Regions from separate parts of the Pan troglodytes genome. Here region 2 is linked to region 1. Evidence: chromatin contacts called from public Hi-C data. All regions are on one chromosome and are shown on one strand. The core of a region is the stretch at or near the end of the contact, and the rest is flanking DNA. Distances in the headings are between cores, read along the strand shown. Region 1 overlaps TANGO6 (transport and golgi organization 6 homolog). Region 2 holds the start of VPS4A (vacuolar protein sorting 4 homolog A).

Evidence for each region. Hi-C and Micro-C count contacts between places; a contact is called where the count stands out from the background.
Region 2: a contact with region 1 is called in a Hi-C map of stem cell-derived neural progenitor cells, with 3 times the contacts expected there. The contact joins the promoter of VPS4A here to the enhancer-like site in region 1. A contact is called at or near these places in 1 of 7 Hi-C or Micro-C datasets (stem cell-derived neural progenitor cells) and 1 of 1 datasets of contacts at active chromatin or transcription factors (stem cell-derived excitatory neurons).

Annotation. Positions count from the first base shown.
Region 1 is chr18:66,941,198-66,944,749 of NHGRI_mPanTro3-v2.0_pri, forward strand. It overlaps TANGO6 (transport and golgi organization 6 homolog), which reads left to right. Exons shown (of 18, transcript XM_511059.9): 9 at 1,366-1,542. Among named protein-coding and RNA genes, the nearest start is that of TANGO6, 59 kb to the left of the region's middle. Within about 2 kb of position 1,519, at least 5 of the 24 cell types and tissues checked have an H3K27ac peak or open chromatin away from gene starts, as enhancers often do. A contact at or near this core is called in stem cell-derived neural progenitor cells, where this site is marked.
Region 2 is chr18:67,356,822-67,360,373 of NHGRI_mPanTro3-v2.0_pri, forward strand. VPS4A (vacuolar protein sorting 4 homolog A) reads left to right here and starts at 1,993. Exons shown (of 11, transcript XM_016930073.4): 1 at 1,993-2,368. The coding sequence starts at 2,348.

The DNA.
Region 1 (3,552 bases), core at 269-2,768:
GATGCAGTGTGCTGTTTAGATAGAAGGGATTTGTTAGTCATCCAGAAAATACTCCTTTGTCGTAGAATTTAAGTAGGATTCATTTTGTATCAGCTCTATTTTCACAGTAATTTATGTTGTTTCTTCCTCCAGGTAAGAGTTATCTTATCTCAAGTCCTATAGAATTATGATTTTTGGTGTTTGGAGATCCTCACATGTAATCCAATATGCAATAATAGTACCTTCTTCACAGAGTTATTGTGAAGACTAAATATGCATTAATGTGTTTAGTACAGTCCCCGGCAAATAGTAAGCTCAATAAATGGTAGCTATCATTATCACCATTGCTAAGTGGTGAAGGAAAACACCATCTTTTGTACTATTCAAAGCTTACATAGTTCCCCTGGCTCTTCAGCTTGAGTCAGCACATCCTTGTATCCCACAGCTGCAATGGCAACGACAAGAGAGAATGCATTGGAAGAGGGAGGCTGTACATCTGTGAACTTGGTTTCAAGGGACAGTCCACAAAATAACTCTTGTTTTTGTTTTTTTTTGAGACGGAGTCTCTCTCTGTTGCCCAGACTGGGGTGCAGTGGTGCGAGCTCGGCTCACTGCAACCTCCGCCTCCTGAGTTCAGGCGATTCTCCTGCCTCAGCCTCCTGGGTAGCTGGGCTTATAGGCACCTTCCACCATGCCCGGCTAATTTTTGTAGTTTTAGTAGAGACAGTGTTTCACCGTGTGGCCAGGCTGGTCTCGAACTCCTGACCTCAGGTGATCCACCCCCCCCCCCCCCTCAGCCTCACAAAATGCTGGAATTATAGGCGTGAGCCACCGCACCTGGCCTCTTGTTTTTGTTTTAAAACTCAAGTCCTCACAGCACTGTCATGTCCTCATCAGAGACTGACAAGGAACATGTGAATGATGATTTAGTTCCTCTTCTAGTTGATTGGCACAGATGAAAGGGGTTGAGGAATCAGCAATATTTTGTTGGTATGCTGTTTCTTGGTCTCCAGCTGTTGGTCTTGCTGAGCGTAGATGATTTTTATCCGTGTATACTTTCTTTGACAGTGCCTGATGCAAAGGCAGTAGTACACTTGGAATTACCAAAAAAAAAAAAAAAAAAAAAAATCACGTGGGGCTCATGTGGCAAATCAGGGTTGCTGCCAGAACCAAGGATTAGTCAGTCACTCATTGAATTTCAGGATATTTGCATTCTGAAATTCACAAGAAGCATACTTTCCACTCCTGCATTTCAGTAGTACTAGGAGATTGTGCCAGCATTTAAAATGCAGTGGAACCTGACAGCCTTTCTTTCTTTTTTTATGTTAGCTTGTTAGATGCATGGAGTAAGATGACAAGCTCATTCATAACTGCTTTTTCTGCCAGGTCACTTTGCCAAGAAATCTTATTATGGATTCTGGGGAAGCTGGAAAGGAAGAAGGCAATTGCCAGCCTGAAAGGATTTGCAGGGTTGGACAAAGCTGTGCCCTCTCTCCATTCTCTGTGTCAGTTTAGAGCTGCCACTCAAGGTGGCATTATGATTACCATCAAAGAGGCCATTAGGTGAGTCCACCCATCCGTTACTGTTCTCTTCAGATTTAGTTCCGCCCAAAAGGCCATTCAGTGATTCAACCACTAAGGGGCGCTGATAGAAAAGAAACCAGAAACTCAAGTGGCTCAGGTGCCTGCTATTTATATTCTCTAAATGAAACGTGAGCCTTAAATAATCCTCCAGGTTTTTTCCTAAGATGCCTGCTAATAGTTGGTGCAATTTACTGGAGCCTCACAGCTCTGCATCACAACAAGCCCACTTACTCCACCATCTTTGCCAGTTAATCAGAGTAAAGGGCAGACACATGTTCACCCTTAACACCATAATAATCCAATTATCTTTCTGACTCTCAAAATGGTATATGTGTGTGTTTATAGTCAGACTTATTCCTGAGGGAAATTGTCCAATAGCTATCTTTTATGGTAATTTTATGATGGAAATTTGTTTCTCATAGGGATTGATTAGAAAGTGCTTAATAAATATTAGTGGAATGGATCATTTATTTCTCCAACATCTCACAATTGCATATTTTAAATTATTTCCACTTTCTGGATGATCTAATGTTATTACCTCAGAACGTAAATTCCTGTTGGTCATAGTCCATGTAATGTTCATGGGTGGCTGCTATCCTGTTTGGATTTCACATCACATTCAAAGTGCTGCTGTTTGTTGAAGTGTTGAAATATAATTATATATTCATGGTTAATTTGGTAAAGTTTTAAAACACCCCTTCAGTTTGATGGACTTGAGGAAAATAGAAAAACACATAGATTGCAAACAGAATTATCAGTACAAATGCAAGCTGCTATTCTGCCCAGCAACAGTTATTAAGAAGATGTTTTTGGCCAGGCACGGTGGCTCACACCTGTAATCCCAGCACTTTAGGAGGCTGAGGCGGGTGGATCACCTGAGGTTAGGAGTTTGAGACCAGCCTGGCCAACATGGTGAAACCCCATCTCTATTAAAAATACAAAAATTAGCCAGGCATGGTAGTGCATGCCTGTAGGCCTAGCTACTTGTGAGGCTGAGGCAAAAGAATTGCTTGAATCAGGAGGTGGAAGTTACAGTGAGCTGGGATCGTACCACTGCACTCCAGCCTGGGCAACAGGGCGAGACCATCTCAAAAAAAAAAAAAAAAAAAGAAGGACCAGGCGTGGTGGCTCACACCTGTAATCCCAGCATTTTGGGAGGCCGAGGTGGGTAGATCACTTGAGGTCAGGAGTTCAAGACCAGCCTGGCCAACATGGTGAAACCCATCTCTACTAAAAATACAAAAATTAGCCGGTTGTGGTGGCTGGCGCCTGTAGTCACAGCTACTCAGGAGGCTGAGGCAGGACTGTCACTCGAACCCAGGAGATGAAGGTTGCAGTAAGCCAAGATTGTGCCACTGCACTCCAGCCTAGGTGACAGAGTGAGACTCTTGTCTCAAAAAAAAAAAAAGAAGTTTATTTAAAGAAACTCTATAAGAGCAGCTTGGATTTTATGATCTTTAGATCCAGAGTTTTTACTTTTCTGGAATTAAATATAATTGTTTGGAATTTACTCTTTATCGTTGAATTTTAAAGCGTGACTAAAGTAGTGCTTCTTAAGATAATTGTCATGTGTTTTTGTTTTGTTTTGTTTTGTTTTTTGGTGCTGAGTGTTGCTCTGTCGCTCAGACTGGAGTGCAATGGCATGATCTTGGCTCACTGCAACCTCTGCCTCCTGGGTTCAAGCAATTCTCTTGTCTCAGCCTGCCAAGTAGCTGGGACTACAGGCGCGCGCCACCATGCCAGGCTAACGTCGTGTTGTTTTAGGAGTATTTGAATACAGTACTTCATTTTCACAATCAAAATGGCTCACAGAAGCTTAGAAGTGACGTTTATCCATTTTGGCTTTTCCTTTAACATAGAATGTTGTGGAGAAAACATGACTGATTTGAAGGACTCTGGAAGATTCTGGGATAATACAGGAAATATCCTAAGCTAAATATGTAGGTTATTCATTCTATTAGAGAAATATGAAGTCCGTGTTCTTAGTGA
Region 2 (3,552 bases), core at 743-3,242, 420 kb after region 1:
CTTCCAGTTGTTAACATTTTGCCATATTTATTCCATTACCTTGTCTTTCTCTAATATGATTCTCTAGCACCCTTAAATTCTCTAGTGAGGACCTCCAAAACATAAGGACAGTCCCTGCATTGCCACCATAAAGTCCTCCTAATCAAGAAATCAACATTGGCACACCACCACTCATTCCATAGACCCCATTCAAATGATGCCAGCCATCCCGGCCATGTCCTGTTTTCCTCTCTGGCCTTGGATCCTGGCCAATACCACTTTCTTGCCTTTCGTCGTCGTGTCTCAGTTCTTCAGTCTGGAATGTTCCTCAGCCTTACTCTAATTCGCATGTGCCTGAGTCTCAGCACAAGGCTTTGATTGTTCAGCACAGCTCTCCAGCTGGCTCTATTCGGTGTTGCCTCACAACCAGGCTGTGTCACACACTCTTGGCAGAGATGCCATGATGCCATGCTCTCTTCAGGGTATCATGTGGAGAGACACACGAGGGCCACGCATCCCACCACCAGGGGTGTTCCCTTCGGTCGCGTAGTCAAGCTAATGTCCTCATTGTTTTCTCCTTTGTATTTATTTATTTAGAGATGGAGTTCCGCTCTTGTCGCCCAGGCTGGAGTGCAATGGCGTGGTCTTGGCTCACTGCAACCTCCGCCTCCCAGGTTCAAGCGATTCTCCTGTCTCAGCCTCCCAAGTAGCTGGGATTACAGGTGCCCGCCACCATGGCCGGCGAATATTTTGTATTTTTAGTAGAGACAGGGTTTCGCCATGTTGGCCAGGCTGGTCTTGAACTCCTGACCTCAAGTGATCCACCTGCCTCGGCCTCCCAAAGTACTGGGATTATAGGCGTGAGCCACCACGCCCGGCCTCTCCTTTGTATTTAATTAGCATTTTGTGAAGAGAGATTAAGGTGTGCCAATTTTTTGGGGTTTTTTCTTTTTTTTTTTTTTTTTGGAGGCAGGGTCTTGCTTCATTGCCCAGGGTGGAGTACAATGGCCTGGTCACGGCTCACTGCAGCCTCGACCTCCCAGGCTCCAGCAATTCTCCCAACTCAGCTTACGGAGTAGCTGGGACTACAGGTGTGCGCCTCCATGCCCAGATACGTTTTTTATTTTTTGTAGCGATGGGGGTTCACCTGTTGCCGAGGCTGTTCTTGAACTCCTCGGCCCAAGCAATCGGCCTGCCTCGGCTTCCCAAAGTGTTGGGATTACAGGCATGAGCCCCCATACCCAGCCTCAACTTGGATGTTTTTTGCCCTCCATTTTTTTTCTCTCACAGGATAGACTTGTGGACAAATGGATCACTTGCCTCTGGTGCGTTTTTTTTTTGTTTGTTTGTTTTGTTTTGTTTGTTAATTTAGCGACGAGGTCTTACTATGTTGTCCAAGCTGGTCTTGATCCTCGGCTCAAGCAATCCTCCTGCCTTGGCTTCCCAAAGTGCTGGAATTACAGGCGTGGGCCACTACACCTAGCCCTAGAACTGCTTTGATCATTGTATCCCCAGAAACTAGCACACAACGCTGCACACAGTAGGTGTGCATGCCTGTAATCCCAGCTACTCGGGAGGCTGAAGCAGGAGAATCGCTTGAACCCGGGAGGCGGAGGTCGCAATGAGCCGAGATCATGCCACTGCACTCCAGCCTAGGCGACAGAGCAAGACTCCGTATCAATCAATCAGTCAATCAATCCAAGCAAAACAAAACTGGCTTTGAACAGTCAGCGGCATCCCACCAGGGATTGAGCCCCAGTGTGGGGCACACTCTGTTTACATTAGCTAGCTCATTTATTCCCCACAAAAGCCAGACAAGGCAGGTGCTAATTATGATCGTGCGGTATTAAACATGGAGAAACCAACGCTCTGATAAGTTCGTTTTATTGTGAGAATAAAACTGCTCAATGGGCGCTGTTATTCCAAGCGAGGTCAGGATTTCCGGATTCTACCCCACTCCGCCCCTGGCCCCGCCCCTAGAATGTACGTCCCGCCAGGCCCCGCCCCGGCCTTGTCCCACCCACCCCCGTCCCCGCCCCCTGTCCGTCTCGCCCTAGTCCCACCTCCTCGTCCCCAGTCAGTCCTGCCTCTCGAACCGCCCCCTGCCTTCGCCGAGGCAGGGAGAGGTGCCTGCAGTGCGAGCCGTGGCCGCTAGGGGGCAGCCGCTCGGCTCGGGCCCGACCGCTCTGGGCTGCGCTCCTCGCTTGCCCTCGGACTCGGCTCCCGCTGCGAGCGGCCGCCCTGCCCGCGCACCGCGCTCAGCGCCCACCGCCGGGCTTCCCGCGCCGGACCCAGTACCTCGGCTCCCCGGGGCCGGACCGAGGCCGCAAGCAGCGCCGCGGGGTGTGGGGCGGACCCAGGAGATGAAATGACAACGTCAACCCTCCAGGTACCTCGTGCGGCCCGGCCCGACTTCGGAGGCCGAAGGCAGCGGGGCCTGCGGGCCGCAGAGCCGGGCGGCGGGCGGGTGGTCAGGTGGGCGCCTCCCAGCCCCGGCCTCGCGACCCCGCTCCGGCCGCCCCCTCGCCGCTTCCGCCCGTGTCTGTTTCCACGCGCTCGGAGCCGGGTGGCATCTCCACCCTCAGGCCTTCCGGCCCTGCCCGGCTGGCCCAGCCCCAGGGCCGCTTCGTGTAGCCGGCGCCCCGGTACCGCCGTGGGGATCAGCCTCACCCGAGCTGCACAGGCACCCTCAGGAAGCTCGGCCCGGGGTCCGGCTGGGCGTTCAGACAGCGATGCTCGCTCCCTCCTCTCCTGTCTCACTCCCTCCTCTCCTGTCCCGGGTCCTGGAAGTCCCTCGACCTCACTTCGAACAAGCCCCGGCCCCTTCCCCAATCTTCGACTTCCTCTTCTCGGCCAGCGACCCTTCATTCATTCCCTAGATCCTGCAGGGTGGTGCTGGGATGGCGCCACCTGGGTGAACAACTGACCCACCCTCTAGGTGCTGTCAGTCCTGCGGGGCCAGAAGAGATCAACATGCTCAGGCCTCATTCCGGGGTTTGAATCTCAGCTCTGCCACTCACCAGCAAGTGACCTTGGGCTAGTTTTTTTTTTTTCATCTTCGGGTCTCGAGTTTCCTGGTCTGTAAAATGGGGTAATGCCCTCTAGGTTGTTGTGATGATAGCTTTAAATTGAATAATTACGGTAAAGCATTCTTGTATGTCTGGCACATAGTAGGTGTCCATTAAGTGACAGCCAACAAAGTGCCTGGGAGAGTTAGACAAGACTTCATGGAAAAAGGGACATCAGAGTTCCAGTAGCATTCAGAGACCTGGAGGTGGAGGAGGGCAGAAGTAGGAGCAGACATGGAATGAGTTGGGGTACCAGGTTAGGAATTAGAGTCCATAGCCAGATCCCACCGTACCACCAGCAGAAGCCGCAGATCCCGTCTGCCCAGGCAGGTTTTTTATGGCCCGTGAACCGAGAATGTTTTTCAGTTTCAAACACAGCTGTATTTATTTATTTTTAAATTTTATTTATTTATTTTTTTGAGATGGAGTCTCACTCTGTCGCCCAGACTGGAGTGCAGTGGTGTGATCTTGGCTCACTGCAGCCTCTGCCTCTCAGGTTCAAGCG